5 separate regions of the Mus musculus genome follow, and all the other regions are linked to region 1. Evidence: chromatin contacts called from public HiChIP or PLAC-seq, capture Hi-C and promoter capture Hi-C data. All regions are on one chromosome and are shown on one strand. The core of a region is the stretch at or near the end of the contact, and the rest is flanking DNA. Distances in the headings are between cores, read along the strand shown. Region 1 holds the start of Brd4 (bromodomain containing 4). Region 2 holds the start of Btbd9 (BTB (POZ) domain containing 9). Region 3 holds the start of Kifc1 (kinesin family member C1). Region 4 holds the start of Angptl4 (angiopoietin-like 4). Region 5 holds the start of Pram1 (PML-RAR alpha-regulated adaptor molecule 1).

Region 1 (4,945 bases), core at 1,496-3,995:
CTCTCTGCTTGTTGAGTACTGAGATTACAGGGCTGTGTGTGATACCACGCCCTTCTTCTTTCCAACCTCAGTTAATCTCACAGGTTCTTTCAAACTTAGACATTACAATTTTTAACTGTGTGTGTGTGTGTGTGTGTGTGTGAGTGTGTGTGTGAGAGTGTGTGTGTGTGTGTGTGTGTGCGCACGCTGTGCATGCATGGGTGGAAGGAAGTCAGAAGGCAGTGTCAGTCCCCCAAGAGCTGAAGTTACAGGCCATTCACTGTACCATCTTCCCAAACTCTAAACATTCAAACACTTTACAGCCACATAGACTGCCCAGAATGGCTTTTCTTTAAAAACAACCCCAAGCAGGTTGTTGTGACTCCCAGCACTTAGGAGGCTGAGACAGGAGAACTGCCAAGTTTGAGGACAGCCTGGACTCAACCCTGTATCAAAACCCTGCCTCCAGTGCCTAGAGAAGGCAAGTCTGTAACTGCCACTCTTGCTGAGGCCTCAGGCTCTGGTCCCAGCATTCTCACGGCTCCTCACAACCTTCTATAACTCTAGTTCATGAGGACCCGAGGCCCTCTTCTGCTCTCCAGGGGAGAATGCATGTGTGCACAAATATTAATAAACATACTCTCCACTCTATAGAATCTCTAACTCTCAAGTCATTCAACAGCCTGAATTGTGTAACTTGAAAATACTGCCGCCTTCTGTATCTCTCCAAAAGTGAAAGTGTAATTTGGTACAAAGATCACAAAACTGGCTCAAAAAAGATTAACTCTGGAGACAAAGTCTAAATTCCTTTAAATAATTCAATAATTTAGTGGAAATTTTACTAAGTGGTCTAAGGTTCTCCAGCAATCCTTAGATAAAAGTTCCCTCTTGCAGCCCTCCAAATGAAACACACGGGCATTCAGAACATCCAAAATGTCCCAGTCACTTTTGTATCCTAGCTTTCATCAATAAGCAAAATCCCTTATCTTTAGCAATTTGCATGTGCAGAATGCTAACAAGATAAAAAGAGGTTTATTTCCAGTTAAGACCAACTAATACCACTTAAAAAGACTTACTTTACCTTGAGTCCTTAAATACTTTATTGGCTACCAAAGATAGGATGTACAAATCAGCAACAATATATTTTATAATTCTGGGCTTTTCCTTCTAGATTTGATCAATTCAATTCAGTCTTTGACAGTGTTACCTTTTCCAACCTTCCTAGTTGAAGCTTTGAGAAGGAAGGAGTTGGTTACCTATAAATGCCCTCTATGGAAAGATCATTCTCCATCCAAATTAAAGTGAATAAAATAATGTTCTTGTAAATTATTGTAAAGCCCATAAAACTGAGCCCCAGCTGAAGACTTCTAAACAGGGTTTGTCTGTATACCCTGGCAGTCCTGGAACTCACTTTGTAGACTAGGCTTGCCTCGAACTAAGAAATCCACCTGCCTCTGCCTCCCGAGTGCTGGGATTAAAGGCGTTCGACACCACGCCCGGCTAGCTGAAGACTTCTTGAAATTGAAAACACATTCATAATTCCTTTGCATTTTTGTGGGTGACATTCTTTTTTTTTCTTTTTTTTTTTTTTAATTTATAGCTGTCTTCATAAACCCCAGAAGAGGGCATCAGATCTCATTACAGATGGTTATGAGCCACCATGTGGTTGCTGGGATTTGAACTCAGGACCTTTGGAAGAGCAATCAGTGCTCTTAACCGCTGAGCCATCTGTCTAGCCCTGTGGGTGACATTCTTTACAACACCCAAGCTCTACCAATTCCAAGGGAAGTTGACATCTCCATTCATAAAAATTTTCCAATTTTTTATTATAGCACTGAAGAGCACATTGGCTTAGAAGTACACTGAGAGTTGGATTTTAGTAACCAGGGGCTATTAATATCACCTTTGATGATAAGTAAAGACATTCTCAAGAGGGCTGCTGCAACTGGCATCCAACATATATACACACACAGGAGATAATCTCACCAGATTTCGAAAAGCATAAACAAGTAAACAAGCAGGCTAAAAACACTTTTAAAAAAACAAACAAAAAAACCCTTGTCTTGAGTAACAGGGAGGTCAGCCAATCAGCAGAGGCACATGACTCACCCACCGGCCTGAGCAAAAGTATTCACACTGTCCACTACACTAACGTGGGATTTCCCATCTCCAACCCAGCTCGGCCTTGGGGGCTTCTTGTTTAAGTGCTATTTCCGTGTTTGTGTGTAAGGGGGGGGGGGGTCATTTTGCTGAATCACAACTCTCCAACATCCCCACCCTAAACCGACACACTCCTGCAAGTAAGAAGCCATTGCAAGGGACGGCAGCAAGCAGAGACCCATCAAAACAAAGCACCCAAAGAGTAGGCTTCCAGGTTGGGAGTGGGTGGGTCGAGAGGGACTCCTGGTCCTTCGTCACCCTTCCTGTCCCCTGGGTCCAGCCTGGAGCAGGCGTGCAATGGAAGCTCTCTCCCTGTGAACAAAATCTTCTACCTCTTTCTAGGCAGAGCTCCGGGGACAGCCGGAAAGGTGAGACTATGAAGCGGGAACTCGCTATCCCAGCACTGGCAGGAGTACCCAGCTGACGGAAGGAGAGCGCGCCGGGGCACGACGCGCAAGAGCGACCCGCCCCAAGGGGGAACTGCAACCAGAGAGAGCGGGCGGTACCCGCGGTCAGCATCCCCGGCCCGGACTTACGCGGCCCGGCGCGCACCGCAGATCCAGAGGCAGTCGCTTCCTCCTCCTCCTCCTCCTCCTCCTCCTCACTTGACAAAATGGCGGCGGCAGGAAGTGCCGGGAGCTTGGCCCGCCCCCCGCCCGCCCCCGGCCGCCCAGCGCGCCCGCGCCCCCGGTCCCGGTCCCGGTCCCGTTCCCTGCCGCCGCCCGCGCCAAGGGGGACAGCGGCGGGCGCAACTGCCCCGGTACAAAGTCCGCGAGCCCACTCGGCCGCCGCCGCCCCAACGGCGCGGGCTGCCCCGGCAGGGCGCGAGAAGCACCAGGCTCCGGGCCCACGAAACTGCGGCCTCCCCACCCCCGCGCCGATGGCGTAGGTGGTGGCGCACCAGCCCCATTACGCAATGCAGGTTACGCGGGCCGCGCCGTGGGGCCCCGGCAGCCCGCCTCGCGGCCGCGAAGGACACCGGTCCCCTCACCTGAGACGCTAGGCCGCACGCCGCCGCACGCTGTCCGGGACGCCAAGCCGGGGCCCGTCCGCCGCGCCCGCCGCGCCGCTGCGCTCACAGGCCCCGCTCGCCCGCGGGCACTGCTGGCAGCCTCCGCCGCAGCCGCCGCCACTGCTTCGGTTCCTCGGCTGCGGGAGAGCAGAACAAACAGCCCTGCCGCCGCCGCCAGCGCACTGATGTCACCACGCACGCTGCGCGCGCGGCCCCGTGTCATCGCCGCCGCCCGGCGTGCGCGTCCCGCTGGTCCTCCCAGGTCCGGAGAGCTTCGTTAGTGCCGGCGGCGGTTGTAGAGGTGAGGACAGGAGACTGGCTCCCCCGACTGGGGGGAGGAGGGCGGGAGTCCTTGGAACACGATCGAGGGTCTCTGAGGACTGTGTACCCCAGAGGGATACACAGAAGAGGGAAGATCAAGAGAAGACAAGAAGAGTCTTCAGGGCCATCCATAAGGAAACAGCTTTTCGGAGGAAGCCGACACGCAGACTCAGGGAAGGAACCTTGCAGATGAGTGGGGATCTTCACATGCAAGAACGACAAGAAAAGATTTTTTTTTTTCCCCCAGAGCTGAGGACCGAACCCAGGGCCTTGCGCTTGCTAGGCAAGCGCTCTACCACTGAGCTAAATCTCCAACCCCAAGAAAAGATTTTTAATCCAAAAATTTAAATAATCCGATGACAGACTCAAAAGAGCAGATGGTGAAGAGAGCCCTCAGACAGGTGATAGAGGAACATTAAGGCCAGAGGACTATGGCTAGTTGTGTGTCAGTGGGAACTGACAATTGCTGAAAATACAGACACGTTTCACTATATTCACTACACTCAATTTATGGAATCAACTTAAGGAAAATATTTCATGTATCATGAAATAAGAGAATGAGCCAGCGGGGATTTTTTTTTTCAGAGCAGGATCTTAAGAATTCTTACCCTTCTTGTCTCAGCCTTCCAAGTAATGAGATTACATGTGTTCACCACCACACCCAGGTCTTCTTGGCTGGCCTCTGTAGAGGAGCTGAAGATTGATCAGTACGGATCTCTAAGCCTAGAACATTCTCTTTCTTGTCCTCCAGATTAACTTTAATTCTTGAAGACGTAAGTCAGCTCCCAGCATACTCTGAACTAGGTATGTGACCATTTGAGGGGTTGCAAAACATCCCAGCCTGGAATACAGAAGATCTTTGAGATTTTTTAAGACAGCATTTCTCTGTATGGCCCTGACTGTCCTAAAACTTAAACTAGAATAGCCTTGAACACAGAAATCTGTCTTTCTCTGCCTCTTAAGTACTGGGATAAAAGGTATGTACTACCACCCCCAAAGAAAAAATTAGAATTTTTAAGGTTCCCCATGTGTGTGTGTGTGTGTATGTGTGTATATGTATGTATGTATATATATATATATATATGCATATATATATATATATATATATATATATATAGAGAGAGAGAGAGAGAGAGAGAGAGAGGTGTCCAGAATTAAGAAGGCTAAAAGAAAAAGGTAGGCTGAGGCAGAAGGATAATAGGTTAAAAGGAAGACCACCCTGTATTAGTGAGACTGTCAAAACATCAAACAGGTGCTGGTGAGATGGCTCAGTGGGTAAGAGCACCGGACTGCTCTTCCGAAGGTCCGGAATTCGAATCCCAGCAACCACATGGTGGCTTACAGCCATTTATAATGAGATCTGACTCCCTCTTCTGGAGTGTCTGAGGACAGCTATAGTGTACTTACATATAATAAAAATAAATAAATCTTAAAAAAAAAATCAAACAGGCTGGTGAGATGACTCCAGTGGCA
Region 2 (4,945 bases), core at 1,216-3,715, 1.7 Mb before region 1:
AAAAACAAAACAAAAAGAAGAAGAAGCAGGAGAAGGAAGAAGAGGAGGGGGAGGAAGAGGAGAAACAGATGTTTTAAAAGAGTAACACTTGTAACTTATTCTTGTCTAAGATTTTATTTTGATCCCACCCTACAGACATACTCTGTTCCAGTTGATTTGCTGTTGCTGTGATAAAACCCTGATCAAAACCAGCTTAGGAGAGGGGTTATTTTGATTACAGGCCAACTGTCCATCATCAAGAAAAGCAAAGGCCGGAACCTGGAGGCAGGAGCCAGATGCCGTTTCCTGGCTTGCCTGTCTCCTACAACCCAGGACAGCCTGCCAAGGCCTAGCCAGATCTGCAGGGCAGTGGGTGGGACCTCCTGTATCAATTATCAATTAAGAAAATGCCCTCACACCACACACCCATCCTGTGCAGGCCAACCTGACGGAAGCACTTCCTCAGCAGACGGACGGTCCTTTTCCCCAGTGATTCTAGTTTTTGTCAAGTTGACAAAAAACTAACCAGGACGGAGTCTACACTAAAATTAATGGGATGTCTGTAACACTTTTACAGCCACCCTGTAAAGCCTCTCTCCCCACTATTTCTGTACAAGGAACCTTTCTCTGCTCCAGTCACACAAGCCTCCTCAAAATATCCTTCCGCCATCCAATGACCAAATTAGCACTAACTTTTCACCACAGGATTTATCTCTTTCCTAATTCCAATTTTACTCTCTGTTTAAAGGCCAGCCCTGTATCTGACCTCCTCCTGTGTAAACTTCTCCTATACTATAGCCCCACCTAATCCTACTACCTCACTTCCTTCTGGGATTCTTTGACATATACATGATTTCTTTTTCTGACTAGACAGCTCATTCTTAAAAGAAAACAGGCTGGTCAGGGACCTCACTTGTGACCCCATAACCCTCTCACTAAGAGGCACAACTCGGGAAAGAGGGAGGCAGTTGCATTAACTATGTGAAGGATAAAACTAAATGTTCCCCTTGTACTGTCCACGGGGTATGAGGCCGCATCAACCGCATAGCTATCTACCCGGGAGCGGGCAGTTTTCTAGGAGGCACAAGCAAAAGGGGAAATAAGTAACTCACTCACAAAAGCTCGTAATAGAACAGTGGCTCCTGAGTGGTTTTTCAAAGCAAGCTTTACTGATTCCAAGACGTGAGAACTTCAGAGACCATACCTTACAGAGACTCCGTTATAAAACTGAATCTCCTGATTTTAGACTCTGGGTGGAAACTCTAAAGTTATGTCCCTCAGTTTTTAGGCATGATCAAATGTCAGTGCTCCCTATCTTGTCACTCTCACTTGGCACTGCCTTTAACTCATAACGGGAAAGATTATTTCTTCCATTTGTCTCCATTATTCCTCCTTAAAAAACCACCACATACAACGGACCCAACAGAATCCTGTATACTGGCTGATGGCCAGTTGCATCATTTAACTCCAGTCTCACCATGCCAGCCCACGCGTGAAACACAATCTACATTTCCACCAGATAAATAACAGCCCGCACTGCTTCTGGGAAGAACACACACAAAAGGCAGGGCTGCTCTACCTGCAAGACCCTTGAAATGGCCAAAGCACAGCACGGTTCTGGGAAATAGATACAAGGGCAGATTTGAGTCTATGAGGAAGTAACAATACTGGATGGATATGGTCCCTTGGCTTCAAAAATGTGGATCAACACAGGATATAATAATAATAATAATAATAATGTTCAGAGAAGCACGTGGGCATGCACGTGAGGCTGGAAGGTCCAGGCAACAGGTTAGTCAACCAGCATCTTCACTGACAAGTCGCCTTCCCCGGGTCGTGGGTGTGCCCGACGCTCACGCAGGCACAGATTCTAACGATCTCTCTAACAACCCGCTCCTACTCCCAGACCCGCCAGGGTAGAGCTGACGGATCTCTTCGCGGTTTACCCCAAAACTTTGCGAACCCCGAGGGTCCCCATTTCCGCGTTTGTCAGGTTTGCACAGTCGGCGTCTCAGTGTGGACGCGCGGCTGCTGAGGAACGCGGGCTTCTCCCGCTTCAAATTCCTAAAAGGAAACCGGCAGCGTCGCACTGGAGTCCAGTCACTTGTCCCTCGGCACCCCTCTCTCCAGCGCCCCCCTCTCACCCCCCCCCACCCCCACCCCAGAGCGCCAGGCCCGGGAACTGACCCTCCTCAGCCCCCGTCCCCGCCCCCGGAACCAGCGGCCGAGGGGCGTGGAGCGGCGCGCGCGGGTCCGGCGGGGAGGGGGAGCGCGTCCCCGCGCCCCGGGCCCGCGCAGCAGGTGCGGCCAGGCCCCAACTCTCACGAGCGGTCCGGGCGACTCACCCCGACGATGTCCCTCAGCGACCTAGAAGCCGCCACACACGTCTCTTCCGCCAGCAGCGACCCCGCCTCGTGGCCACCGCCCCCTCGACCGCCGCCGTCGCCGCCTTCCTCGCCGCCGCCGTCGCGGCGCGCGCCCGCTTTCACGCACACCGCCGTGGCCGCGCACGCGCTCTGCGCGCTGGCGTCACTTAGCAACGGCTCAACCGTGGGCCAGTAGAACCCAGGACGCCAGGGCCCCAGGTCGCCTCAGGCGGGGGTCTTGCGGCGTGTTTCCCCAGGTCGGAGCCACTGCCCCTCCAGTACTGGGCCCTGAGGGTGTGGCCGCCCTGCCGACACCTGGCTCAGGGTGAGGCACGTCATCACACGTCACTGAATAGCGTCATCGGTCGCGTCACTGCGTAAGGGGACGAGCCGGAGCGCCGGTTGGAGAAAGCCTCGTCTTTCTGCACTTAGTCGCTTGCCTGATGGACAGTCAGCTACGTGCGAGAAGTTGGACGAGGAGAATGGGCCAAGAGAGGCATTACCAGCATGAAGGTGCTACGAGGCCAGGCCTGAAATACCACGACTCAGTTTCCTCCTTCTGTCAGTGGGAAGACGGATACCCGACTTGCCTGCGCTAGAAAGGTGTCAACTTAGGACGAAATAATGCATGCGAGGCTGCGGGCGAACTGATCTCATTCGAACTCCTTATTTCAAGACCCTGACAGAAAGCCCGGACATAAGTCCTCGACACTCCAGGACTACCAAGTGTAACGTATAAAGCCCATTAGACTCCATCTTTCACATAAGAAGCAGGCACTGTGAACTTTGAAGCCGTAGAAATTGGGTTGTAGGTCTTTCCTGGCCGAAACTGGAGAGTCGTCACTCTTGAAAGTTACTTACCTGGGTGTGTGGGTTTGAAGATGGAAGACTTAATTCCAAGCAAAGACGACTTAAATGGGCAGTGAAAATGAACAGACACAGCAAGGGTTAGGGCTGGGCCAGTGAAGGATCAGAGCCACAACCTAGACTCTGGCGGTGGGGATGGAAACGCGGAGGCCAGCTCTGAGCGGGGGAATGAATAGGTAGGCCAGGTTTCTAGCGTGGTTGCTGAGACAGGTGGGAGTAACATTTAGCAAGACGGAAAGAAAGCTGCCTTTGTGTGTCAGTTACTAAATGGTAGTGACATTCCTTACGGATGACATGGTAGAACGATGGAATGTGGATACGTTGGTTGGGGAAACATTCTCCGCTCTCATCTTCCATGTGGAACGATATCCATCAATTTAATACATCTACTTTCCGATACACGTGTCCCCAATTTATTTGTCCTTGGAGAATTGACTTCGGGATTGGTACATTTAAAAAAACAAAGGGAGCCGGGCGGTGGTGGCGCATGCCTTTAATCCCAGCACTCTGGAGGCAGAGGCAGGTGGATTTCTGAGTTTGAGGCCAGCCTGGTCTACAGAGTGAGTTCCAGGACAGCCAGAGCTATACAGAGAAACCCTGTCTCAGAAAAACCAAAAAAATAAAAAGGGGGGGGGGGCAAACTGAAGTGGGAGATCTTTGAAGAAACAGAGCAAACCCTAGAGTTTAACATTAGGAAACTGCCCACAGGTGATACCCAATTCCAGCTTTGTTGTGTTTTATAGAATAATGTTTCCCACCAAGACCCATGCCCCCATCACCATAATCTGCTGATCTGTTCTGGAAAGTGACAGAAGGAAGTTGCAGACCTGGTTCAGTAAAAGTTATGAAGAGATTGCTCTGATGCTGCCCCGCTGGGCTAGGGACAAGAGCAACAGAGTCAGAAAAAAAGCTTATGAGAGAAGCAGGGGAGACTGCTTTGAAGCTACTGCCAGTCAGCCTTAAAAACGGAACAAAGGACTACAGGCAGCCTATAGAAGCTAGAAAGGGCAAGCGACTGGGTTCTTGAATCTAGGGCTTGATCTCTAGAAGTGTAACAAGAATTGGTATAAGCCACACAGTTTCTACTAACTTGTCACAACAGCTGTAAGAAACTAGTACAGCTGAGAATAAAGACAACAGCTTCCCCGTGTATTCCTGGCTTCCCGGTTTATCTAGGAAAAGAGAGGACCATTGATCAAGCTGCCTCACAGACTGAGCACTGTGACTACGGTCTGATGGAGGGGTCCTCCAGGTTTAGAGGAAAATATCAAATTACCCAGGTCCGTGACTGATGAGAGAAGCTGAGGTTTGAAGGACATTAAGCCTAGGCATGGATGAGATCAATCAAAGAAGAAAAAACCAAAAACCTAACCTCCACTTCTAGGTTAGATTCAGCTGCTGATAACAGCAACCATTAACAAATCCAACTAATTTCACCAAACACTTGAGAACTAATATAAAATGTGCCGAGCTCTGTCCAGACAATTATGACTATCACTCAGTATAAGGGTAAAACAGCTAATAGACCAAGGTTTAGAGCCAGGACAGGCAGTACCTTCCTAGGAACTTAGAAGTACTGAATTGATGTAAATGCTCTTTCTCCATACTGTTAATATACTATCCATGCATTACATCATTTACTCAGTAATGCTGATTACCACATGCCAGGTACACGGTTCCTATACCTGTGCTGCCTGTGTTTCAATATGGTGTAGGCATTACTAGCTCATATA
Region 3 (4,945 bases), core at 1,265-3,764, 1.6 Mb after region 1:
TCTATAACTTATAAAATAACTATCTTAGTCAGGGTTTCTATTCCTGCACAAACATCATGACCAAGAAGCAAGTTGGGGAGGAAAGGGTTTATTCGGCTTACACTTGCACATTGTTGTTCATCACCAAGGAAGTCAGGACTGGAACTCAAGCAGGTCAGGAAGCAGGAGCTGATGCAGAGGCCATGGAGGGATGTTCTTTATTGGCTAATTTCCCCTGGCTTGCTCAGCCTGCTCTCTTATAGAAGAGAGCAAGACTACCAGCCCAGAGATGGTCCCACCCACAAGGGGCCTTTCCCCCTTGATCACTAATTAAGATAATGCTTTACAGCTGGATCTCATGGAGGCATTCCCCCAACTGAAGCTCCTTTCTCTGTGATAACTCCAGCCTGTGTCAAGTAGACACAAATTAGCCAGTACAGTAACCAATTCCTTAGCTGCCACAGCCATATGCATCCCAGGCTAAGCTATGAGGGAGGCAGAGTTTGTAGAGAACAATGTTACACCATAATGTAAAAAGTCACACCTTGACAGCGATTTAAAAAAAAAAAAAAAAAAAAAAAAGATGGTTCACTAAATTGGTTCTCATACATTTTCCTTAAAAAAAAAAAAAGTAAACAATAACAAAGCCAAGAGCGGTGATCCCAACTCTCTGGAGGCAGAAGCAGTGGGTACACCAGTTCTAGCCAGTTCTAGACTAGCCAGAGTAACATGGTAAGACCCTATTTCAAAATACAAAAAACCCAACTTTATTACTGAGTAATTGAAAAGCACTACCTTTTATGTTTTTCATGCTTTTTCTGGACAACTCTAACCAGTATAAATCTCTCTCTCCCTGCCGAAAGGGAGACACAAGGACCTCTTCTCTCAGACACACTTAACACACAGTACAGCTGGGCACTGATGGCGCACACCTTTAACCCCAGCACTCGGGAGGCAGAGGCAGGCAGATCTCTGAGTTCTAAGCCAGCCTGGTCTACAGAGTGAGTTCTAGGACAGCCAGGGTTACACAGGGAAAACAGCTACCACCACCACAAAACAACAACAAACAAACCACAAAACAACAACAACAAACAAACAAAACAACAACAACAAATCAGCAAGCAAACCCTGCTATTCTTGGGCATGCTACCAGCTTCAGGTTACTAGGTCAAATTTATATTGGTTTTTTTTTTTTTTTTTGAGACAATGTATCACTGGCCTGAATCTCCAAGCTCTGGTCTGAGCCTCCACACAGGTGACCTCAGGTGCACAACTGACTTCAGGATGGTTCGTTGCTTTTGGTTCAGGGGACTATAGACCCAGGTGTTTCTTGGATGCTCGCCTAGCACTGCACCACAGACCTCTTCCTTCCAGTTTTAACTCTCCATACCTTAGTTAATGTTGTTCCTCCTAGCTTTCTTCTTCCCCTTCCATCTGCTTGAACCTTTACTGTCCTTCACTCCCTCCCAATAGAGATACAAATTGTATTATGTCTGTCTCCCCAGGGAGTGTCAGCTCACTGGTAGCTAGGACTCCTGTCTCCTACATAAGTACAGCTGTGCAGGGCCAGAAGATGCTTGGCAAATACTGCAGGAACAAATCTGAGAAAAACTATTTTACTTTTTAACTGTCACCTGTCACAGTGCAGTGCTCTCCCTTTTGGCTGTGAGTATACCAGAAAGTCTCTTCAAGCTGAACACCGACTGTGAGTCAGTCTAGACTGAAATGCTGGTAAACAAAGAATGCAGGCCGGTCTTTCCTGACACCAGAGAGATCAGTCCATTAATTGCCACACACATACGCCTCAGATGCTTGTGGTGAAGAAGGGCACCCCCATAAACTAGTCAGCAGTCCAAATGAGCAAAAGGAAGAGGCAGGCGAGGGAATAAGGATCCTCTGGGCCGATGCCCCCATTTCTCCTCTCCCCTTCCTCTATCCCGATCCAGCAGCAACACAACAGGTCATCAGCAAGAAAGGTACTTTGCGGACAAGCGACAAGGCCTCTTTCAGAACCCTCGCTTCTCCCACAAGGCGATCTGTAAGAACTGAGAAGCACAAACATGTCGAATCCGCTTGAGAATTCGAAATGGGAAATGCTGGAGGGGGATAAGGGACACGGGATGGTCGCGCCTGCACGACTGGAATGGCGGGCCAACGTCGCTGCGACTGTCCTGGGACCTCGCCGTGTGTGTGTGTGTGTGTGTGTGTGTGTGTGTGTGTGTGTTGCCCTCACTGACTCGGCCGCTGGTGTCCTGGGCGCGAGGCGGTGCGACCCTCCCCTGCAGGACGGCTTGCCCCGACCTGTCCCCGGGACGCGGGTCTCCGGGCGGCCGGCCTGCGTCCTCCGATCTTGGCGCGAGGTCGTCTCCGCCGCACTCACCTGCGCCTGCACGTCCATGGTGGTCCGCACAGAAAGGGTGCAAAGGCAGCAGGCAGGACGATGAGACCCGCGTCCTCTCAAGGGCTCGCGCCGCAAAACGCCGAAGCCAGGCTGTCCAGGAGCCAGGCCAATCAGCCACACCCGCCACTTTTGAATTTCAACCTCCGCGCAGTCAACGCACTTCAATCCGCAGAGGCCAATCCGCGCCGGCGCCGCGGTCGCGAGCCAATCACGGTGCCCTCCGCCTCCGGGGCCACGCCCCCTGAGTCGCGACTCTTCTAGTCCGCTAGAGCACCAGAACTAGACCCCTTGGATCCTACTTCCGGATCCGCTCTTCCTCTTTTCTCCCTCTCCCCCTCCCGAGCGCCGAGCGCGGCTTCCTGAGGTCTCTGGTTGCGTCAGAAGTGCGCTTGTGTGGAGGAGTGGCGTGGGGGAGGCAATACGCATGTGCCTGAGCGGGGTCGGGGCGGAGCGAGCGCCACCTAGCGGATACTGCTGAACTTGCACACCTCCTCGCCAACCCTGTAGACTGGAGACTGTTACACCGAGGTCGCTCTTGGTCCACTTTCTCAGGTCCGAAAAGTGGAAGCTGGTTGATGGCGCTGACCTGTCCTCAAAGAAGAAAAAGTGGAACCCATATCTGGAGATGTAATAAAGTCATAAATCTAGAGTAGGGCCGGGAGGATAGCAAACTGGTTATCCCTGAAACTCATATAATGTGGAAGGTGAGAACTAATTCGCCACAAAGTTTTCTGTGCCCCTCCTGCCTCCAATATTATATATTATACATAAACAATATGTATTATATACATAAACATATATCTTTACACATATAAATAATACCCAATAGTACGTATTATATATATAAGCATATATATATATATATATATATATATATATATAAAACACATAAATTACATATATATTTATTTTGTTTTTTCGAGATTGGGTTTCTCTGTGTAGCCCTGACTGTCTTGGAATTCTATTTGTAGAACAGGCTGGCCTTGAACTCAGAGATGCTAGGGCTACCCTGTGCCACCATGCCCAGGTCAATAAACAATCTTTTAGATTAAAAAATCAAAACAAAACTAGAAGCCAGGCTTGGTGGCACACGCCTTTAATCCCAGTTCCCAGTACTCAGAATGCAGAGGCAGACAGATCTCTTGAGTTCAAGGCCAACCAGGTCTACAAAGTAAATTCCAGGGCAGCCAGGCTCTGTAGAGAGACCCTGTCTTAAATAAATAAAGAAACACACACACACACATACATACATACATAACTGGATAAATAAATAGTATGTTTCTTTTTTTTTTTTTTTTTTTTTTGGTTTTTTGAGACAGGGTTTCTCTGTGTAGCCCTGGCTGTCCTGGAACTCACTCTGTAGACCAGGCTGGCCTCGAACTCAGAAATCTGCCTGCCTCTGCCTCCCGAGTGCTGGGATTAAAGGCGTGCGCAACCACACCCAGCAGTTTCTTTTTTTTTTTAAAGATTTATTATATGTAAGTACACTGTAGCTGTCCTCAGACACTCCAGAAGAGGGCGCCAGATCTCATTACGGATGGTTTTGAGCCACCATGTGGTTGCTGGGATTTGAACTCAGGACCTTTGGAATAGCAGTCAGTGCTCTTAACCACTGAGCCATCTCTCCAGCCCAAATAGTATGTTTCTTGACACCAAACTCTAAATCTACAGCCCCCAAAGACCTTACTTGAGATGTTTCCAAGTCTACAAATGTTAATGGGGGGACACTAGAAAATTTCTGGTTATAATTCGCCAAACTGGTTATAATTTTAAACTAGACAGTATTTCCCTAGTGACTTTCTAGAAAAAAAGCAAAAGTTTTAGTGTGTGACAAAATGTGAGTTTGTCTTCTACTGAAACCTGTTTTGGGAGTTTATCTTTCTTGGCATGAAGCCTGACAGCAAGGTAAACCAACCTGTGAGATTTTACACATGGGATGGACTGACCTGGCCCCTGCAGCCTTGGGATAGGAGCTGGCTCAGGAAGGACGGCCTGCTGCTGCTAAACTGTCTGATGCAGCCAAAGCTCCATCACAGAGCTCAGAGAAGGATACATTTGGACAACAAAGGGAAAACAAATATCTTCCTTATGTATCAATTAGAATAACAGAGGCTTACCAGAGCAAGACGAAATCCTCACAGGAGGTGATCTCAGTGGCTTCGTTGGGGGCTAGGTCAGTCTTCAGCTGGCTGGCAGAGCAGTCCCGGATTGCAGCAGCCACACCCAGAAGATCTGAAAGATTTTTCTGCAGAGAAGGAATTTGGGAGAACGACTCACCTCGGTGAAACAGTCAACCCAATGTTGTTCTTAAATTGCGCAGGTCCTGCCAGCAGGCAGTTCTTTGCCCAGTGGTCAGTAGTACCACACTTGAAGCGAGCTCCAGGGGAGTGAGTTGCCGCAAATCTTTGGAGACAGCCTCCTGCTGCTATCAGGAGCTGGTATTTGTGGTCAGGGGGAGCCTTTTTCATTAAACACCATAAATGCAATAGTCAGCAGATCTCTGAGGGGTTTGAGAGGCAATATGTAATCCTTCTATTAGGCAGACCCGATTTTAAACAAATACTT
Region 4 (4,945 bases), core at 973-3,472, 1.5 Mb after region 1:
CTGCACTGCCAGGAGTGGGGGCAGACCCAGAAAGATGGGAAGTATACTTTCCAATCCCTCGGGCAGCTAGCTCCCTTTCCCCTACTTTCCTCTCATCCAATCGGGACAGGCACACTGCCAAACCACCCATGTGGTTCCCATTAGGGCCAGCTGTTTGTCTCTCCAGCTCTGAACTTTCCTCTACTTGGCTAGGCTGAGTCTGGGAGTTCCAAAGCCACAAAACCACCCCCTCAGCTCTTCTCTTCCACCACATCACCCATCCAGAACCTATGCCTGCCGACCCTGGAAAAGCTCATCCATGACCCTCGCCATGCCTAGGTACTTGCCTAAGTAAAAGCCAGGGGAGGAATTAAGTCTAAGGAGGATTGGGCTGAAAGCCAGCAAGCAGCCTTAGGGTGTGAAGGGGATATCCAAACTTTCACCTAGTTGGCTGTGGAGAGCCACAGATGTCAAGAAGGGTGAACGAATAGGCATGAACTCAGGGTTGGAACTGGGAGCCTCTGACTCTGTGCCCCCCATCCCCCACCCGCCCATCCCGCACTGCGTAGCTCCACACACACTTCAATTTGAAACAAAGTATTGGGCATGGACATCCACAATCTAAGACCTAGAAATTGTGATCGAAACTGTTATGTATATATGTGTATGTGACTGGATGGAAGCATACAGGACAAAGGATCTGTATCTGTAAGATGTAAGAGGATGTGTCTAGTCTAGGAGCCGGGGTGGGGGTGTGCTTACTCTGGTTTTCCCTTTTATAGTTACATCAAGAGATGTTGGAGGGTTCCAAACCTCGGGAACGCACACACATCCACACACAGCCCTGGATTCCTTTGCATGATGTCCCTGAGCTACACCACCATCTCCCAGAACCCCTGAAACTTTAGCTCCTTATGATCTGCCTTCCTCTACTTGTTCTGGTTAACGGCTAATAAGATTTTGGGAAGATTCTTGCTGGGAAAGAATGGTGGGGTGGTCTGGCCAAGCAGGATCATAAGTGAAGAGGGTGCAATATATAAAAATACCCTTGATGAGAGCCTAGTGAGCCCACAGGAACCCAAGGCCAGAATCTCTTTCTTTCCTATTAAGGTGGACCTGACAAGAAGGCTAAGGATTGGAATGGCAAGTGGGGTGGTTGGGGAGTTGCCAGATGACAGCAAAGACCAGAGATACTCACTGTGTAAGTGGGTGGCGTTGGGAGTCAAGCCAATGAGCTGGGTCATCTTGGGAAGCCTCTTTCCCCTCGAAGTCTTGTCTACTCCATTGTCTAGGTGCGTGGGGGCCAAGAGGTCTATCTAAGACCGGGCAGGAAACGGGTGGTTAGATCTTTTGACTCATGCCATAACAACTGCTTAGCCACATTTCATCACTACATTTCACCCCCACTTTGTTTCCTCTTTCCCATTTGGGCCAATTGCTGGGGTAATTACCTGGCTCTGAAGATTCTGTATTCTCAGATTCTGCTTTGATAGGTATCTCTGCTGCTGGGCCACCTTCTGGAACAATTGCTGGATCTTGCTGTTTTGAGCCTTGAGCTGAGTCTGAAGATATGCAAGGCTAGTGAAGACCTGGCTTTATGTCGGCAACCTCCTCTTATTCACCCTCCCTTCTACCCTTTCACAGTCTGCTCTGAGGCCCTTCTCCACCCAGGTCCTGGAGTACTAGACTCGTTAGTCTAAGTAGAGTCAGAGTCCTAGTAGATGCGCCTACCTGCAAACTCTGCAGAGTCTCAGGAGTCTGGCCTTCAGGGACTCTATCCTCGGAGTCTTTGAAGGGTGCATCTTTTCCCTTGGGCCCCTGACAAGCGTTACCACAGGCAGCCATGCGGCGCTCCAGCGCGCCCAGCTGCCCACGGGTGCGCTCCACGTGTTCGCGCAGCCCATGGCCGAGCTGTAGCAGCCCGTGAGCCAGCAAGTTCATCTCGTCCCAGGATGCAAAGCGCGGTGGCTCTGGCTGTGCAGGGCGCCCTTGCGCGCTCAAAAGCCCCGCAGTAGCCGCGCATAGCACCAGGGCAGCGCCTGCTGTCGGAGCGCAGCGCATGATTCTGGGGGTGGCCTTGGGTGCAGCAACGCTAGGACTCCGGAACGCAGGAGTTCAAGACCCAGCAGCTGGAGTTCTGGGGGAGCCGGCTCAGACTTAGACTTGCTCTGGTGCAGAAGAAGATCTGGAGCCCGTAGCTCATAAGCGTTTCACGGTTGCACCTAAAGCCCCACTTTATAAAGCGGGTGTGGGAGTGGGAGGGAGAGCATTGGAGGCGGGGCCCGGGGGCGGAGCGAGTGGCCAAGTTTTAGGGTGCAATGCCACAGGCTTTGTAGTTACGAGTGTGTGTGTGTGGCGTGTGTGTGTGTGTGTGTGTGTGTGTGTGTGTGTGTGTGTATGAAGAGTTCTTGGGGATGGCTGCTTCGCCTTCCTTGCGACCTAATAAGCGACGTGACTGTCTGTGCACTGCATGGTTCATCCTAAGGCCGGAAATTCCCAGCCCTAGCCCGCATCCCAGCCCGGTTCAATGGAGGAAAGGGCGTACAAATCAGGACGTAGATGCCTTCTTTTTTTTTTTTCCCCTTCCCGCTACGTGGATGCCTTCTTGACTGACCCCTTCTCAAGTCAAAAGCAAAGTAGGGCAGAGTTACGTGGCAGAAAGTTCTCTCCCTGGTAGGCTGAGTTCAGATGGCAAGTGGGGGATTACAGAACCTTGCTCTCTGCCTCTTAGAGGCTTCCTGAGATCTTTAATCCACAGACCAGGCGGAACCCCTGCCCCCACTCTCACTTCCACCACCTTTCTGGCTCCCACGCTCTTTCCAGCTCAAGCATTCGTCATTGCAGATGTGTTTGTGAGGATCACTAACACCCTTGTTCAATTAGTCACCTCTTCCTGGCCAAATAGTCAATAGCTGGGATTTCTGTCTACATTGTAGAGATTGCAACCCTAGGCTTCCTCCTGTTGCCTGTCCTCCACCACCAGGGGTCTTGGTGTCCAGGAATTTACCTGCGTTAAAGGAGGATCAGTGTCTGAGGACAGACCTGTCATCCCAGCTCTTGGGGCATGGAGCAGAAGAGTGTGGAATTCATCTTGAGCTACACAAGTGAGTTTAAGAGAGCCTGGGCTACTCTGAGCCAGGTCTCCAAACAACAACAGCAACAACAAAACTGGTGGCACGCACCTGTAAACCCATCACGCAGGACACAGGGGAATAGTACAAGCTACAAGCTAGCCTGCTCTACATAGTAAGTTACAGACCAGTCAACGCTGAAACAGCAAGACCTTGTTTCAAAACAAAACAAAAACAATTCATAGTTATGCATACTTTAACTCCCAGCACTGCAGAGCAAGAAGCAATTGGAGGAAGCTCTGTGAGTTTGAGGTCAGCCTGGTCTACATAGTGAAGTTCCAGGCCATCCAGGAAGAAGACCTTGTCACAAAACAACAACAACAACAACTAAAAAAGCCAGGAGGAACTGGAAATCTATCTTACCAGTTAAGAGCATTTACATCTTTTGCAGGGGATCTAAGTCCAACAGCTCACAGTCACCTATAATTCCAGCTCCAGGAGCTATGGTGACTTTGACCTCCTCAGGCACTCACACACATGCACACAATTTAAAACAGTCATTTAAACATTTAAAAAGCAGGCTGGAGAGATGGTTCAGCAGTTAAGAGTACTGACTGCTCTTCCAAAGGTCCTGAGTTAATTCCCAGCAACCACATGGTGGCTTACAACCATCTGTAATAGGATCTGATACCCTCTTCCGGTGTGTCTGAAGACAGCTACAATGTACTCATATAAATAAAATAAATACATCTTTTTTAAAAAAAATTTAAAAAGCAAACAATCTAGAGAACATCAGCAAAGATTTCCCTTCCACACCCATCCATTCATTCACTCATTCCATACAGCCTAGATCCTGTACTGAGTTTTTTAGTTTGTGTATAAATCCTACCTTTGAGCAGGGGAGAGGGACAAGGCAGAGACAAAAGAGGACTGGGGTGGGGCAGACAGCTTTCCTTGTTTATGCTGCCTGGTTAAGTTTTTATTCAACAAGTTTGCATTGGTGTTCCTTTTTCTGACAGTTCCCCTGAAGCCTGGCACAGAAAACCTGTCTGACAAGAAGACCCTTAGGGCAAATTGACTGAAAAACCCCCAAGTTGAGTCAGCAGGGCTGGGAGCCAGCAGCAAACCTCTGGAATCTGAAACTGCATGCCTCAAGGCTGACATGCAGGCCACTGCTTGTACACTTGACCAGCTGGGCCTTTTGCCAGGCTGATCCCAGCAGCAGTGACAGGCAGACAGGAAGAGTAGGCAGAAAACCCTCAACAAGGGATGAATTCATACATCCACCATCTGTTCTCTCCAAACATCAGCCTTTGGGCACAGCTCATAGCCATTCCATGCTAGTCCATGTGCCATCTCCTTGTCCAAGTCTTCTTGCCTCCAGAGAAAAACCACCAAGATGGGTGTGGTGGTGCATGCCTGTCATCTTAGCACTTAGAGGATAGTAGCAAGAAGGTCCACCTGTAAGAGAAACAAAATAGGGCTGGTGAGATGGCTCAGCAGGCAAGAGCACTGACTGCTCTTCCAAAGGTCCTGAGTTCAAATCCCAGTAACTACATGGTGGCTCACAACCACCCGTAACAAAATCTGATGCCCTCTTCTGGTGCGTCTAAAGACAGCTACACAATGTACTTATGTATAATAATAAATAAATTAAAACAAAACAAAATTAGGGCTGGTCATATGACTCAGTGGGTAAAGATGCTTGCTTCCAAGTCTGATGATCTGACTACAGTTCATGAACCCATATGTTGGAAGGAGAGAAAGGACTCCCCAAAATTATCCTCTGACCTCAACAGTTTTCTGTGGCATGCACATAAGCAATATAAATGAATAGATGGAGGAGGGAGAGAGAAACAGGGACTAGAAAGATGGCTTAGTGATTAAGAGCATGC
Region 5 (4,945 bases), core at 1,652-4,151, 1.4 Mb after region 1:
ATTCTGAGATTTCCTGTCCCAGAAACTTAGTACAGGGGGGTCAGATACCAGGGACATACAGAACTTCCATTGCACTCCATTTGCTGCCCAAAGTAGCTATCCTTACTGCTTTACACATGCCCAGTCTTTGCTCTTCTGGGATGCCTTGGGGATCCCCATCCGCAGCTCAACCCACGCTTGTGCACCCCACTTCCTGCTCCTGAACTCCCATAATCCCCAACCTCCTTCTCTTTAAACTGGAACTCCACAGTGTTCTACCTCCACCTCCCACCTAAACAATGAAGTCATCCTAGTGCCCCAGCTTTCCAGCAGACAACACCCAAGAGTGTCAGTGTGGGGAAAGTATCTGCTGGCAGGAACTTATGCAGCTGCTCAGGTTGACTTGAATAGATGGAGAAATTCCTGGAGATTTGTCTGCAGACTCAGGTTTCAGGCTACCTCGTGGCAATTATGCACTAACAGATCTGTCACCTGAGGGATGTGGAATTGCTTCTATTTATCCTAAGAGAAGTGGAGAGCAGCAACAACCCCAGGTGGATCCCAGCTCATGCCTCTGGACCACGCTCCCGCTCCCTCCTTCAAAGAACTCCCAGATCTTCCAGGAACACCACAATAATTGGCCCTCCATTGTTTTAGACTTCTAGTTCCATAGTTTAGTTAGGGCCACCAGGTCATCCTCATGCAGGTCAAATACAGTCTGCCAGCCATGCTGGGAGGTTACCAACAACCCTGCATTCTCCCCTGTTGGGTCTCCTGCCGTTCAATCCTTTAGCTTGTGCTGGCCTTGATGGCCTACTGTGTGCTTTCAGGCCAGCATAAAGATCAGAGGACAGCTGTGGGGTTGGTTTTTCCCCTCCACCTTACATGTGTTCCAGGAATCGAACTATGGTCATCCAGTTTGTGTGGCAAATGTTTTAACCATAACCACAACCCCTAGCCATCTCACTGACTCATTGTTTTCGGTTTTGAGATTGGGTCTCCACTCAGTTACCAAACCTGAATTGAATCTGACATCCACCAGCCATATTCTCAACCAGTACCTGGGATTATAGGCGTGGCGTGGCTTCTTTCATATTTCTACCTGACTCCATTCACCAAGATTCTGGAAACTATCCACTTGAGACTCCTATAAAAGCAGACTCGTCTCTAGGAACTGTGACCCAAGACAGGAAAACAAGCATCAGAATCTTGATGCTATGTGCTAAAATAAGGAAGGTGTGCCTCTCAACCTAAGCTGCTTTATTTCCATTTAAATAAGCTGAAACCATACCTGGCTCATTCCCAAGAGTTATACAAGTTCTTGCTACTCTATCAGCCTTATAATACCCAACAGCAGGCCCATCACCTAAGTCAAAACATATATTTATTTTGTTTCTAAGATTGGTTTTCATTGTGGGTTTTTTTTTTTTTTCTTTTACTCGAGACAGGGTTTCTCTGTGTAGCCTTGGCTGTCCTGGAACTCACTTTGTAGACCAGGCTGGCCTCGAACTCGAAATCCGCCTGCCTCTGCCTCCCAAGTGCTGGAATTAAAGGCGTGCGCCACCACTGCCCGGCTTCATTGTATTTTTACAAGGCACTGCAACAATAGCCTTAAACTACCAGACTTTCCAATCCTCCTGCTTTTAACTCCCAAGTGCTGTTTTATGAGATTCTAGAAATCAGATTTAAGGCTTTGTACATGCTATATAAGTACACTACCAACAGAGCTACAAACTTTGGATTTAGTTTATGTTATCTTCCTTCACAGGGTCTCAACTTTCCAGCCGGGGGATGGTCATGCACTTAATATCCTCTTCTCCCACATGCGAGGATTACGGATGTGTGCCACTATACCTGGGTAGAACATGTACTTTTTTGGTTACGTTTCTGAGTCAGGGTCTCATTATGTAGTGCTGGCTGGCCTGAAATTCACTATGTAGATTAGGCTAACCTTGGAAATGTAGTGAACTTCCTGCTTCTGCTGGGATTACAAGTATGCACCACTACGCCAGTTGCTTAGAGCATGTACTTTGTGACTCCAGGGACATAGACACATGTACACTCATCTATACACCAGAACCATCCTGCTAGGGTGTAAGTAGTCCTCCTCCTTGGACCACATCCCAGACTGGTGACATCAGAATCTCTGGAAGATATTTTTTTAACAGCTCAAAGAATTCTATTCTGTTCCCAAACTGAGAATCATACCTCTGAACCCTGCTGAGTGTTCTTTGTTCCTGTGGACTGAATCACGTGTCAGGGCTCTCCTTTCCTATATCTACCTTTGTCCCACTTTGGGCTTCATTTTCCTGCAATCCAGTTTTCTTGTTTCTCCTCTCTCTGCTTCCTTTAACCACTGTGAACTTGAGAGGTCCTAAAACCCCATACCTTCACAGCAACAGTGATGTCCCTTCAGCCCAGGACTTAGACATCTTTTAATGCCACCCACCCATAAGTCTGCTTATCCCAGTTGATGATGCTTTGGGTGCATAGCCCTGGCTGATGGGGCATTTGTCACCTTAACAGGGAAGTCCTGTTGAGAGTACAAATGGTGAAACAAGGTAGATGAAGCAATACAGGAGGACAGATATGTCCTCACCATTGCAACAGCCATATCCTAGGTCTACCTCTTTAGAGACGTCTTAAGACCCAGAGAAAGCCATAAAATCCCCACTAAGGTGCTGTGACTGTCCTGAGTTTGTCCTAAGCTTGCCTCTTCAGAGACAAAGCTTGTCAGGACCCCAAAGTGTTAAAACTAAGGGGGACAATAGGGAATCAAGAGGCTAGTAGGAGCTAGGAAACTTGTGCTTTATAGATGTGCTTAGGTCTAATGACCTGACTTTGGGGACAGTAGTGGACAGGCAGGAACTCAAGGAGGGGACAGAAAGGCTATCTCCGCCTCCTTCCTCCTCTGCCCTCCCCAGCCCAACAGCTCCGACTTGGTGTGTCAGCCCGTGGAGCAGAAACCACACTTAACTTCCTCAAGGCAGAAGCCTAAGCTCAGAGCTCATTCACCCTGTGGTTCATCATCCCCTGAAGCCATGGTGAGTCCTCAAGCCCCCATTGGAAGTTCATTCAGGTAACAAGGGTCCCAAGTAGAAACTGGGGAACTGGTAAATATGCCCTCATGGGTAACCTAGCAGAACAGAGCTAGAACAGTCTTGGGGATGAGATGGCACAGGAAAAGATAAGAAACAACCAAGGCATAATAGCTTGAGCTCTTGTGGACCAGCTTTGTATCTGTGACTGCAAGGCAGTGTGGTGCTGGTTGGGTCTGCCTGGAATGATATACCCTCAATCCAGGTCAGCAGCTGGGATATAAGCAGAGGTTTCCTGTGAAGTGATTAAATGGGTCACGCACCTGCTACACCAGTCCCCATCTCCAGTCCGTTACCCAAGCTGTGCTCTGCTAAACCCTTCCTTATCTACCCTTGTGGTCATCAACTCACTTAGACTGGGGCTTCAACAAAGAAATGTCTGACCCCAGGCAAGAATTGCTTCCTTCCCAGAGATCCTTCTGAGTCCATCTCTAGATAGATTTACAAGGTTCTGTCCTCTCTGTCCTCCAATCTTTTTTACCCTTGGTGAAGATAGGCTGGGGATATCTACCAGCACCTATGGCAAAGAGCAGGTCAGACTTGAGAGCACCAGAAATGTTCTAAACATATCATATAGTGCCTGTACATTTGGGGAGCCTCCCTTCTGGTCCTCATGAGACATGTCAGGGACTATGACACCTAATACCCACATCTTAGATAGATGTATGTAGAGCTTGTTAACTTAGTTAGAATGGCTAGCCAACAAGCCCTAGAGGGCCTCCTGGCCTAAGCTCTCCAGAGCTAACTAGGATGACAGGTACTGCTCCTGACTTTGTTATGTATGAGTACTGAAGCTAGAACTCAGGCTTGCATGACAAGTACTTTACCTACTGAGAAATCTCTCTAGTCCCCCCAACTAAATTTTAACAATTTATAGTCAAAATGGGTATGGTGGTATACACCTGTAATGCCAGCACTCAGATGGCTGAAGCAGTAGAACTGTTGAATCCCAGCCTGGGCTACATAGTGAGAAACTGACTTAAAATAAACAAAAAACAAAAAAAGGAAAGGAAAGGAAAAAGGAAAAAGGGAAAAGGGAAAGGGAAAGGAAAGAAAAAGAGAGGGGGGCGAGGAGAGGAAGAGAGAAGAGGAGAGGAGAGAAGAGAGAAGAGAAAAAGAAAAGCAAGCAAGCAAGCTAAACTAATGGTGGCACACACCTGTAATCTCAGCACATGGGAGGCAGAGGCAGAAGGTTATCCTCAACTATAAAGCAAGTTTGAGGCCAGCCCAGGATATATGAGACCCTGCTTCAAAAAACAAATTAAAAAAAAGGAGGAGGAAGAGGAGGAGGAGAGGACGATGACAAAAAACCCTCATCACTGGGAAGATATAGTTCATTGCTAGAGCTTGTTTAGCAAGGTGCTAAGTTCCATCCCTAACACCACAAAAATAAAAATCCTCAAAACAACCCTAATATAAGAACTAATATAAAAAACTTCATAGGTAATGGGAGACAAAGAGAGTAGAAAATGTTGGTGACTGTGGGCAACTGGGAAGAGAAAACTGATTTAAAATGGGGTTATCTCCGAGGTCACCCTTAAGGAGCATTATCATAAAGACACAGAGGAGGAAGAGGAGAGACCCATGCATTGAGTGGTATGCATTACAGACAGGACAGAGGCGGGGTGGGGGGACCACTGCTGAGTCATTCAGGGACTGTTTGCTTTCCTCAGAGATGAACTCGCTGAGAGATTGGGAGCAGACACTTTATAGGCCTCCTCTAGGGCAGCAGACCACGGAGGAGGAGCCCATTACAGTGATCTGGACTGTGGAGGGCAGTTCCTCTACTTGGGGTGACAGTGAGAAGTAGTTGAATTCCGGATGTATTTTGAAATCAGGAAAAAAAAAAAAAAAAGGACTGGGGAGAA

Evidence for each region. Promoter capture Hi-C pulls out the DNA fragments that hold promoters and counts their contacts. HiChIP or PLAC-seq counts read pairs in DNA pulled down with a chosen protein or histone mark. Capture Hi-C pulls out chosen DNA fragments and counts their contacts.
Region 2: a contact with region 1 is called in a promoter capture Hi-C map of pre-B cells, with 2.6 times the contacts expected there. The contact joins the promoter of Btbd9 here to the promoter of Brd4 in region 1.
Region 3: a contact with region 1 is called in a promoter capture Hi-C map of liver, with 5 times the contacts expected there. The contact joins the promoter of Kifc1 here to the promoter of Brd4 in region 1. A contact is called at or near these places in 2 of 39 promoter capture datasets (cranial neural crest and hippocampal neurons) and 2 of 9 other capture datasets (liver and pancreatic islet).
Region 4: a contact with region 1 is called in a FOXA1 HiChIP or PLAC-seq map of pancreatic cancer cells. The contact joins the promoter of Angptl4 here to the promoter of Brd4 in region 1. A contact is called at or near these places in 1 of 39 promoter capture datasets (hippocampal neurons) and 1 of 115 datasets of contacts at active chromatin or transcription factors (pancreatic cancer cells).
Region 5: a capture Hi-C map of macrophages shows a contact between it and region 1, with 8 times the contacts expected there. The contact joins the promoter of Pram1 here to the promoter of Brd4 in region 1. A contact is called at or near these places in 3 of 39 promoter capture datasets (cranial neural crest, hematopoietic stem and progenitor cells and hippocampal neurons), 1 of 115 datasets of contacts at active chromatin or transcription factors (pancreatic cancer cells) and 1 of 9 other capture datasets (macrophages).

The regions. Positions count from the first base shown.
Region 1 is chr17:32,281,388-32,286,332 of GRCm38.p6, forward strand. Brd4 (bromodomain containing 4) reads right to left here and starts at 2,746. Exons shown (of 20, transcript NM_020508.4): 1 at 2,676-2,746.
Region 2 is chr17:30,573,822-30,578,766 of GRCm38.p6, forward strand. It overlaps Btbd9 (BTB (POZ) domain containing 9), which reads right to left and starts at 2,466. Exons shown (of 11, transcript NM_027060.1): 1 at 2,325-2,466.
Region 3 is chr17:33,888,119-33,893,063 of GRCm38.p6, forward strand. It overlaps Kifc1 (kinesin family member C1), which reads right to left and starts at 2,515. Exons shown (of 11, transcript NM_001195298.1): 1 at 2,360-2,515. The coding sequence starts at 2,377.
Region 4 is chr17:33,779,353-33,784,297 of GRCm38.p6, forward strand. It overlaps Angptl4 (angiopoietin-like 4), which reads right to left and starts at 2,223. Exons shown (of 7, transcript NM_020581.2): 1 at 1,711-2,223; 2 at 1,431-1,541; 3 at 1,178-1,295. The coding sequence starts at 2,040.
Region 5 is chr17:33,635,155-33,640,099 of GRCm38.p6, forward strand. Pram1 (PML-RAR alpha-regulated adaptor molecule 1) reads left to right here and starts at 2,902. Exons shown (of 10, transcript NM_001002842.2): 1 at 2,902-3,023. The coding sequence starts at 3,021.